Linked DNA regions of Lactuca sativa: region 1 is linked to region 2. A link is a contact called in public Hi-C data. All regions are on one chromosome and are shown on one strand. Each heading gives the region's core, a stretch centred on a gene start, on an enhancer-like site or on the middle of the called end of the contact. The rest is flanking DNA. Distances are from core to core; before and after follow the strand shown. Region 1 holds the start of LOC111914831. Region 2 holds the start of LOC111915668 (phospholipid-transporting ATPase 1).

What was found. Hi-C and Micro-C count contacts between places; a contact is called where the count stands out from the background.
Region 1: a contact with region 2 is called in a Hi-C map of leaf, with 7 times the contacts expected there. The contact joins the promoter of LOC111914831 here to the promoter of LOC111915668 in region 2. A contact is called at or near these places in 2 of 4 Hi-C or Micro-C datasets (leaf and seed).

Annotation. Positions count from the first base shown.
Region 1 is chr4:295,055,201-295,060,623 of Lsat_Salinas_v11, forward strand. LOC111914831 reads left to right here and starts at 3,688. Exons shown (of 10, transcript XM_023910540.3): 1 at 3,688-3,935; 2 at 4,107-4,706; 3 at 5,136-5,309. The coding sequence starts at 3,879.
Region 2 is chr4:294,873,169-294,878,662 of Lsat_Salinas_v11, forward strand. It overlaps LOC111915668 (phospholipid-transporting ATPase 1), which reads right to left and starts at 1,666. Exons shown (of 7, transcript XM_023911329.2): 1 at 1-1,666. The coding sequence starts at 1,129.

The sequences.
Region 1 (5,423 bases), core at 2,438-4,937, 180 kb after region 2:
AAGGTTGTACCGGGTCTATTTCAACCCCGAGTCTGTTTCAAATCAATCAGTATTTTTCAACCATACGGGTCTATTTCACCCCCACATACATATATCAAAAAGACATACCAGCATACAACAAGAGTCACAAAGAGAACAAGCACATAACATATCCTAGTGGGCCGAAATTGGTGCCTTCGACCCACAGTTACAATGAGGAGACTCACCTCTCAATCGGAAAGATCGTTGAACATGACATTGCTCCGAATATCAGCTCTACCGGTCATCTATTCAATGTAACATGACCAAACTTAACTTATAATCAATGTACCAAAAATACCCTATGTCAAACTCATGGTCAAAGTCAAAGTCAAAGTTAATCGAGTCAATCGGGTTAACTCGGTGAGTACGTTGGACGTGCTCAATAGGTATGCACGTCATACTACACGTTTGACTAGAGTCAAGGGGTTAACCACGTACGCACTACGTACCTTTTGGTACGCCTAGCGTACGTGGTTGCCACCCTTTCTTCCCATTAAGAGCTTAATCCTTAAGCTCTTTCATCCAAAAATCCTGATCTAGCCCTCAAATGATGTTCTCAATCATAAAGTTTCCAACTTTTCGATCTTACATGGCTATTAAGTGCTCAATACCAAATATCCTAACTTCTTAACTCTTTGAGACAACCTAGATCACGCATGGAAGGAAACTAAGGTCCAAGATTACATTTGTATGGTTCCTAATAACTCTATAATGGATAAAGTTTCCAATTTTATCCATTAGAATGGCCCAAACAACCAAGATCTAGTATTTAAGTCTCAAAGGGACCAAAAGTGCATCTTTTTCAACTTAATCCATTAAGTCCAAGTCTCCAACCTTTAGATCTGAATCAATATGATGTTTAGATGGATAAAGTTTCCAACTTTATCCATAACAAGGTCACAAACTTTCAAGATCTAAAATTTATGCACTAAAGTGACTAAAAGCTCATAACACCCAAAACTAGCTATATCTAACAAATGCATCATCAAGATTCAAGCTTTATACCTCAAGAAGAAAGATCAAGGTGAACAAAGTCTGGATCTACAAGCCCCAATGCAACCAACACTTCTCCAAAGAGCTCCTTCTTCTATAAGGTGCACTAAGAACACTCCAAAGCACTCAAGATCACCTTCTTTTGCTCAAAAGGCTCAAACTAGGGTTAGTGTTTTCAAGGGAGGGTGTTGGAGAGGTGGAGCCTAATAATGGAATGGCTTTGGGGAGTTAAGAATCTTAAATGGGGATCAAACCAAGAAAATAGGGTTTGAGCACTGATCGCATACGCCCAACATACCAGGGATGCCCTATTACGCCCAACGTACTAGACTAAGTCAAAAAACCTTCCTAACTTCTAATGATCATAACTTCTTCGTTCCAACTCCGTTTTTGACGATCTTTATATCCACAGAAAGGTATTGAGGAGCTCTACAAGCCCATCTAATTACTTTTGACTTAAAACACATCGAACTAAAATCCTTACTTCATAAAAGAAGTCTGAAACACTACTTTCCCATTTTACCCTTTGACTCCAAGGCATAAACCAAACTTTTGGTTCACATAGCTACATTACCTACATCCAAATGGGCCTAAGCCTCTCTTCCCCCATATGACGAAGCCTGATACTTTATCTTAAGATCACGACCCCAAATGGTGAAACGACTCGAAACAAGGTATTACAAAATTGACCCAAAAAAGTGAAAAGTTTGAATGTTTTGAATAATAAGAGAAGATTTTTACAAAAAATTAAGTAGTTGCTCTACGAAGGATCCGTCCTAGTCCTTCTGGAAGGAACTCGAGATTCTATAGTTTGTTACGAAATGTCTTGAAGATACAGAGACATTATTATTGTTCGGGGTAAAACTCCAAACCTTTACAAATCACAAGAGCTTGAAACATGTTTTTGATAAAAATAATTTAAGGAAATTGAGTAATCTAACCATAATATAATGTGTAGTTGAAAAAAATTGTTTTTGACAAAAACAACAACCAAGTTCGGAATTCGGGAGAGAGGAAAAAATATTTTTTCCTACACAAAAGTACATCTCGGATCGATAATCCAGACTGAAATTGACTCAACTTTAATCGAGCCGAGCTCGAGCTTGAGCTACTCGAGTACTTTATCGAGCCGAGCTCGAGTACAAAAATACTCAACTCGTAAGGCTCGTGAGCTTAGTCGAGCTTAGTGTAATTTAAATATATGTCATTTCTTTATAATTGTTCATTTATAACATATATATATATATATATATATATATATATATATATATATATATATATATATATATGTGATTTCTTTATAATTATTCATTATGACATATATTGTTGATGTTATATTGATATTAAGTGATTAATAGTGGTTTTTTTTGGTAGTTTGGACTAGGGGTGTCGATCGGGTAAAATTTTCGGGTTTCGGGTAAAACGAGTCGGGTAGAGCGGATATTTTCTTAAAAAAAATAATACTCGATACCCGACCTATATTGTAATTCGGGTTATGGGTATTCGGGTTTTAGGTCGGGTCGGGTAATTATCGGGTATACCCAAAAATGTTATTTTATTTTTTTATTTTTTTATTTTTGCATTTCGGTTAGTTTAATAAAAAAATTGGGTAGCAAATTCCGTTTCAAGTTAAAGAAGCCAAAGGTATGTGAGTATTTTGAGGAGCATACGCATGTCATTCTAGTCTATTGAATCTCGAGGAAATTAACCCCATGTTTAACACACATATTTTGAATCCAACTAATTTTGGATTATATTGTAATCTCAGCTACATCAATTTATCATGTTTATTATTGGATTAAATAACTCTAATTAGGTTATATTGGATTCAAAACTAGAATCTGTTGCACCACTTCATTGTTACTTTTGTATAATGTATGTTGATGATGCCTAACTAGTGAGAATATGCATTAGGAGAATTTTCAGCCTATAACGAAGATGGAGGCTGAGAATTGCGTATTTGAGGATCGGAATTCGAAACAAGAAATATTGAGCGCGCCTGTGTTTGTTTGTGTCGATCGTGAAGAAGTGAACGGTTTTAATTTTTTTTTTCAAGCGTGCTTTTGCCTCCTGTTACCAATAGTCGAATACCCTATCTAATATATGAGATATGGGATATACTAATATTTAAATATACTATGTATTATTTTAAAAAACGAATTCGGGTATACCCGAAAATTAATATTTATATCTAAAACCCGACCTATATTATTATCGGGTTAACCTATTACCCGAATATTCATACCCGTTACCCGCTTTACCCGACCGATTCTACCCGAATTCGGAACGGGTTGGGTACATAGAACGGGTTTCGGTTATTTTCGACAGGCCTAGTTTGGACATTTACATGTGGAATCTTTAATATTTCTTACTCAATTTAGTGATTTTGATTTTTTTTATATATTAGTCGAGTTGAGCCGAGCCGAGCTCGAGACTTTCGAGTATTTTACGAGCTCGAGCTCGAGCTTAAAATCAAGGCTCGAACCAAGTTTCGAGCTTGAGTATTTTAGTCGGGCCAAGTTTCGAGCTTGATAGTATTCAGCTCGGTTAGTTTACACCTCTAAAAATATGAATGATTTTGATTTTTTTTTCAAAAAAACTATAAAGAATATTGTCCTCGGAAGTTGATCATTTCCTCAGTTTTTCTTTTTCTTGTTAATTTATTTTCTTTTATCTTTATATGTGATTGATAGGGCAAGATCAAGTAAACGTGTTCTTTCAGACTCACATACTTCGACATTTCCTCCCAAATCGCTCGTCCTTGCAATTCTTTTTCAGTTTGTAAGGTTTGTCGTCGTCCAAGGACCTCATTCAAGAACAATCACAACGAGGTTTATGAAATTTTCACCACAGTGTACTTGATCATGAATCCTCATCATAATTCCAATCAAGATCCAACAATTGCTTCCATACTTCAACAGGTACTCTGCTTCCCTTTCTACTTTTTCTTTTTGAACATATTGTTAACTAGCTGATTACTCCATCGGCTCCCAAAACATAACTGCAATTCGGTTTTCGAACGTATTCTTATGAAATTTTATGTGAAGTTTATCTTTATGGTGAGCTAATTAAATGTATTAAATGATGAACAGGTTAACTCTCTCATTTATCAGCAAACGTACAATGGTAGTGTTGGAGGATTATATCCCAATAACAGGCCAATTGATGCTCCATCTCGTTTCATGAATTTCTCTAATCAGCCCATTCCCTTGCGAAGTCCTACGGATCAATTCCCCAACGGTATTGGTGGATTCAATCCACAGCACAATTACAATCCCTTTCCTCCAAAGCAGTTTAATTCTTCTCAACAACAAGGCCAGTTCTTTGCTAATAACTCCATGAATCATCCTGTATACCACCAAAATGTTGGTAGACCATTGCAATTACAAAACCCCAATTATGCCCAATATCATCCTGGCAATTTTCCGATGTTCCAAATCCATAATAAGAATACAACGAGTCATCAAAATCCTGGATTTCCTGCAAGTCAGCAATTTGGCATGTCTAATTTCAGTGGAAGCTCCTTTGAACATGGTAATCAAGGACAACAGAGATTTCATTCACCATCGATGGATGTCAATTTGTCTAATATGGGTCAGCAGTTACAAGGGAACCAATTTCAACCCAACGCTTCTGGTTCAGTTCAAACACAGAAATCACACAACTTCCATGCTACTCCCAATAATTTACAGGTATCAGTTTTGTTGTTATGTTCAGCTTTTTGGTGTGCAATAATCTATGTATTCTTCATGTTGATACTAAAAAACGGATAGTTTTTGGTGCTTGAAAGATTTTTATATCCTTAGTCTCTTAGCATTTCTAGCTGCCTTACTTGATGTAACAAATGGGATTTTTAGCATCAGGTGGCTTGTGGGTAATCAGTTAACTATTGATGGTATAAGTGAAGAGATAATTTAAGTGAGAATGTCCAAATTTCCATTGTGGGCATTAGCACAAAAGAGTCTTTACATATGGTCTTTGACAACGATAGGAGTTGAAGTTTGTAGCCTGTTGCATATGCATATTTAGCTGTGTTGTTTCGGTTATAGTCTATATCAAAAGTCAAAACTACAAAACCTTAATGATGCCTATTTCGTTTTTGGTAATTTTGCATGTTCTAGAACCACATTTCTCAAGGTGTGGGACCCCAAAGTCACAGTTTCCCCATGAATGACCCTATTCGTCATGGTAATCAAGGACAACAAAGATTTGTTTCACAGCAAGGGAGCTTATATTCACTCCATGCTTCTACTTCAGTCAAAGCACATACTCCTCCTACAATCACAAATTTTAAGGTATCAGTTCTTCTTGTCTTATCTGTAGTCTGTAGTCTTTACTTCTTTCTGGCATACAAAACTCATCAAGTTATTGATGCTAAAAGTTGATTGGCTTTATTGACTTGTAATTAG
Region 2 (5,494 bases), core at 416-2,915:
CTCGATGTCGCCTCAACCAAACACCAGCACATGTAGAAACAATTGTGCATAAACCAACAAGAAAGATCGATAACAAGATGATTTCTTTATTCATGTGGGTTTCAAGGCGACTTCTTTTAGATGGAGCTCCTGAGTTGTTAAGCATGGCTTTTGTCTCTCTTCCGGCATATACTGCAACTCCAACTGCCCAATCTGTGTTCTTGATCACACAGCCTCTAAGAACTATATTTGAAGGGCCAAGAGATAGACGCTTTCCATCAATCTCAATGTTAGCTTGGAAACCGTATATATTTCGATTGGGTTTCTCACACTTGATTAACCCACTGATTATATCCTTTTCAGGGATTCTTGAAAGGGTTTCTTGTTTTGCATAACGGGTCTTCAGATTTGATTCGCCATCTAGGTTTATAGTTTGGACGTAAGCAACCCCAGTTGGATCACTGGTTGAGAGGAGTACAAGATCACAGGGAATTGTTTCGTTTGCTAGGATTTTAATGACTTCACCTACTTGAATGTCTTTCCATTTCTTGTGTTGAAATCGATCGTTGATGAGAACAGATGATGTTTGGTTGTTTTCGATTTTATCTGATTTGTGTCGTCTCCAATCTTCGTAAGCGTCTTTAATTGCTGTAACGAGTAATACGCTTGCTAATGGTAGAATTGAGGCACCACGCCCAAAAACTGCAAGCTGGGGAAGCTGGTTGAGAATGGCGATGATTAGGAAGTACATGTAGGCGACTCTATGGAATTGTTCGAAGAGATTTCTAGGCAAAAATGTGAAGATAGAATACTTTCCTGTTCTGATAGAGTTCCCAGAAAATTCAAACGTCTCGTTTGTCTTTAAGGGGTCGTTTATGTAAACCAACCTCGCATCGTCGTCGTTAATCTCTCTTCTGGACATACTAAATCCTTCGGAATCAGCACCACTTCGAGATCCATGTCGCACGCCCTTTGATCCGAAATTTACAGAGGTTGCCCTCCAGCTGTTCGACTTAATGCTTTGCTGAGAAGACGAATTTTGCAAGGTATCTGGTCGTTGTTGTTGATGTAGATTTGCAATCGAGATATTATCTGAGTTCTTACTGGATGTCGATGAAGAACGATCGGGAAGTGGACGATTGGAAGTCATGATCTGAACTTTACCTTCTTTCCATCTCACTTGAGGTTTATCAGATCGAGAACAACTATACGCAAACTAAATCTCGAAACTTACAACAACAAAAATAAATCTATTTACAGAATGAAGATCGAAATCAATCAAATACAGAGAGCCAAGTAACTGAAGTTGATTGATTTAACTATAAACAAAAGTAATGGGACTTCTAATCATCAAAATCGAACTTACTTGCTTGAATGATAACAGCAAGAGAAAGATTGATGGTTGGTGAACGAACGGGTTAAAAAAATTACAAGAAATCCGGAAACTTTTCTACTGGTGTTGACCTGTTTGGAGAATTAAATTGAATTGAAATGACATATCAGCATAATTAAATAAGCATTTAGATAACTTTTTCCGACAGGAGAAAGAAATGAGTTGTAGGGGCAGTGTAAGCCTGTAAGGACGAGGGTTTTGGACATTAAAGAACTTATTTCTCGTGTAATCAATAATGGCGGAAATCGGGAAATGGTCGCCGAAATTTGACCAGAAATGGAAAGACTGAAAATGGTGAATGGCCTGCACGTTAAATGGAATGTTTTATCGTCTCAAAAAAAATTAGAAGGATATTTGTCACAATCTAAAGATTATAAAAAAGCAAGTAACTTACATTTTGCTATTTTAGCGACTTACTCTGGAACAACGCACAATTAACCTAATTAACCTACCTGAATACAATTATCGGGGAGTCCGGAATTCCATAATCGGATTACAGCTCCAAGTTCCAAGAAAGTTTGGGCGGTTGTAATCGTCGGTCTACCGAAGACAATACTTCTCTTACGGTAGGCTTTAGTTAAAGGATGATATTTGATGCATATGAGGATTCAGACTATGACAAGACAAATGTCACTATATTACTGGTGAAACGACAACAAGCATTAATGTATCATTAGTCAAGTAGTAATGGCGAAACTACAATAATATGTTTGGATAAGACTTAGGAACCTATCGAACGTTCTCTCACGATAATAATAATGATGCATCCACATATGTATAAAGAAGATAATCTACGAGAAGTAGGACACAAAGCAGTAAAAAAATTATGGAACCACCAATATTCATGCAATCTCAAGTATGGACTAGAGGTTATCTAAGCAAATTATCCCACCAATATTCATGCTATCTCAAGTATCCATGCAACCATCACATCTCATTACTCTCTTCTCCTCCATCTTCTTCTATTCTCGGCCCAAGACTCACATCACCACCCTCGTCCTCTTTCATTCCAACTACATCAAAAACCTCTCTAGAACTCCAAGAAAAACTCCCTTCATCCTTCCAAAATCTCGTGAGTTTAAGGGTGCATCAAGAACTCTCCATCAAAGCTCATTCATTCTTGGTAAGTTATAGTGAAACTCTATAACTCTTGATTCAAGTTTACTCTAGGAATCCCTTCTTAACCCACATCATCTCGTAATCCATGCTCTAGATCCACCTTAGGTTCGAGATCTACTAAAGAAAGCTTGCTAAAGACCGAGATCTCTCCATTTTCTTCATCACAACCGAAATCTCCAAAGCAAAGTGAGTTCATACCCCCAATTTTCAGTTTTTACTATATTTTGGGGGAGAATACAAGTTGTTTTGTGTAGATCTATGCGTGTATACATGATTTTGTGTGTTTTTCATGATATATATATATATATATATATATATATATATATATATATATATATATATATATATATATGATTATGCGTTATGAACTCCATGAACTTGAAGATCTACTAAAATTTGATGATATTTGTAGAACATAACACTTATTTCAACTTATTATGCAAAGAAAAGGTTTTAAAATACATCAAAGTTACTTAAAACTATGAGATTTACATAAAAGGGCCAAAAGTGACAAAATAACCAAAAATGGGGTATTTTATGTAACTCACATTTTTGAAGGGACCAAAAGGAATGTATTTTGATAAATATGAATTTTTTGATATTTGTGACCTTAAAGAGGACTAGGAGTGTAAAAGTTCATAAATGGGCTTCTTTTGGGCTTTTTCGAGTTTTTGGGCCAAGTTTGTAAATGTTTGGACTTTTGTGGGCTTAAATATCATTTTCAACAAAGTTGTGCCAAAAATGTAAATTTTTTATAAGAGGAACGAAAAATGTAAATTTATTAAAACTTGTGCCAAAAAGATGAATTTATTTATAAATGGGCCGAAAATGCACATTTTCATAAAATCAAGCCAAAAATGATATTTTTGACAAAAGTGAATTAAAAATGTTATTTTTACTTAAAACGCCTCAAATACAAATTTTGTCCTTAAAGGACCTAAATTGTCATTTTTGCCAAATATGTGCCACAATTGTAAATTTATGGTTTCTAGGACCAAAAATGACCTTTTATAAAAAGGTGAGCTTTTTACGTCACGTTAGTAAACAATGTAGCTTAAACAACCAACGTAACAAGCCACAGATCGATTTCGGTATTCACATCCTTATTGGGCTTGGAAATAATATACATGTTAAATGGGCCTTAATTATCCTTTTTTTTCATGTATATTGGGTCTGGGATATATATATATATATATATATATATATATATATATATATATATATATATATATATATATATATATATATATATATATATATATATATATATATTCTCATTCCTTTTGAGCCTGGAAATAATTTACATGCTTAGTGGGCCCTAGTATCCATTTACATGTTTATTGGGCCTGGAATATACCTTATATGCTTTCTCTTTCGCGTAAGTTCGATTAAGGATCTAGTGAGACATGTCGGTTGACACCTATTGAGTGTACAATCATAGCCTATAGTTATAACCAGAGTCTCGTGGAGGGAGAGCGGGAGTTTGTGTATAGATCTATACGGGGGTGACACCCACACATGAGCTGTTCGCTACAGTTAGACTAGGGCAGTCTAGGGTGACAAAAACCTTACCTTATTCCGTCGGCGTCCAAAAACGCCATGACAGGCGAAATTGTCATTATCTAGTATGGTTACAACGACTCACTTAGAGGAATTAACGTTATAAAATTTACGAGAAACCATCCTTATGATTGATAACACGGTAAAATACTCGTGTTGGTACTCAATGTGACAACCCGAATTTCTATCTTGTACAACCGTTCAATTCAAAAGTCAGACTAGTTTCTGCTATCTTTTGGCATTGTTTAGAGTCTGTTTGAGTGTTCTAAGCCTAGTGCCTTCAAAGTTAGGGTTTGGAAATGTGTTCCTTAAGTTCGTCACTTTTCAAAAGGGGCAAACACTCCTTCAAGAGGAGTGTACGGTCGTACACTTGGGTGTACGGCCGTACACCCCCCTCCTAGCCGTACACTCTCACATATATATGTGGGACTTAGCCATTTTTAATCACTTCTCACTCCTTCAAGACAAGAAATCAATTCTCTCTCAACTATCATCGGGTTTTTTCACCTAGATCTTCAAAATGTAAGTGTTACTTACTTTGATTAGTTGATTCATTACACTATCTAGTGAAGATCCATGATTTCATCCTTGAAATTACTTCTTTTGGTTAGATCTTCAAGAACACCAAGAACACACACTAGTTCTTGGACCTTAAACACCCCTAAAGGTTTCTAATTCGTAAGTATCTCTTCCATCTTCTAGTTAAGCTTGTGAATCAATCCTTTTCTAGACTTAAAACATCATATTATGCATGAACACAAAGAGTGTGCGGTCGTACACCCTTCATATGGTCGTACACCCCTTGTTTAGTGCATATTTGGCCTCAAACTCATTATATACTCCAACACAAGATCAAGAACACTTAGGGGATGCTAGATAGAGCCTTAGACCACCCTTTTTGACATGTTCTTCAAGGAGTGTACGACCGTACACTCAATGGTCGTACACACAAGTCGTCGTACACCACTTGGCCGTACACACACTAGTGTGGCCATAAACCCATTTTATGCAATCCTTTGTACTTATAACACTTCAATCTTAGTGTTTCCTAGTTCCTAAGGTGTTTTTCTTGCATGGTTAGTTGTATAAACACTAATTATATCCATATATGTATCTTTATATGCTAAATAGGATATGTGTGTGTGCTCAAGTCTTCACTTGACACTTATCTTCCTATACCGATTTTACATTCGCATCACTCACTACAGGTGGGTTCATACCCCTTAATCTACCTTTTAAATGATTTTAAATGCTTTTATGGAGGGATACAAGCTGATAACATTATAGTTGTTATATCAATCACATGTGATTAATAACTATTAAACAAGTGGATTTTCTTATACTTCAACTGTTTTATCAAACAAAGTCTTCAAAACATTTTATAAACTGACATCAAGTCCTCTGTTACCATTCAAATGGTTAAAACTCTTTTATATGTTAAAC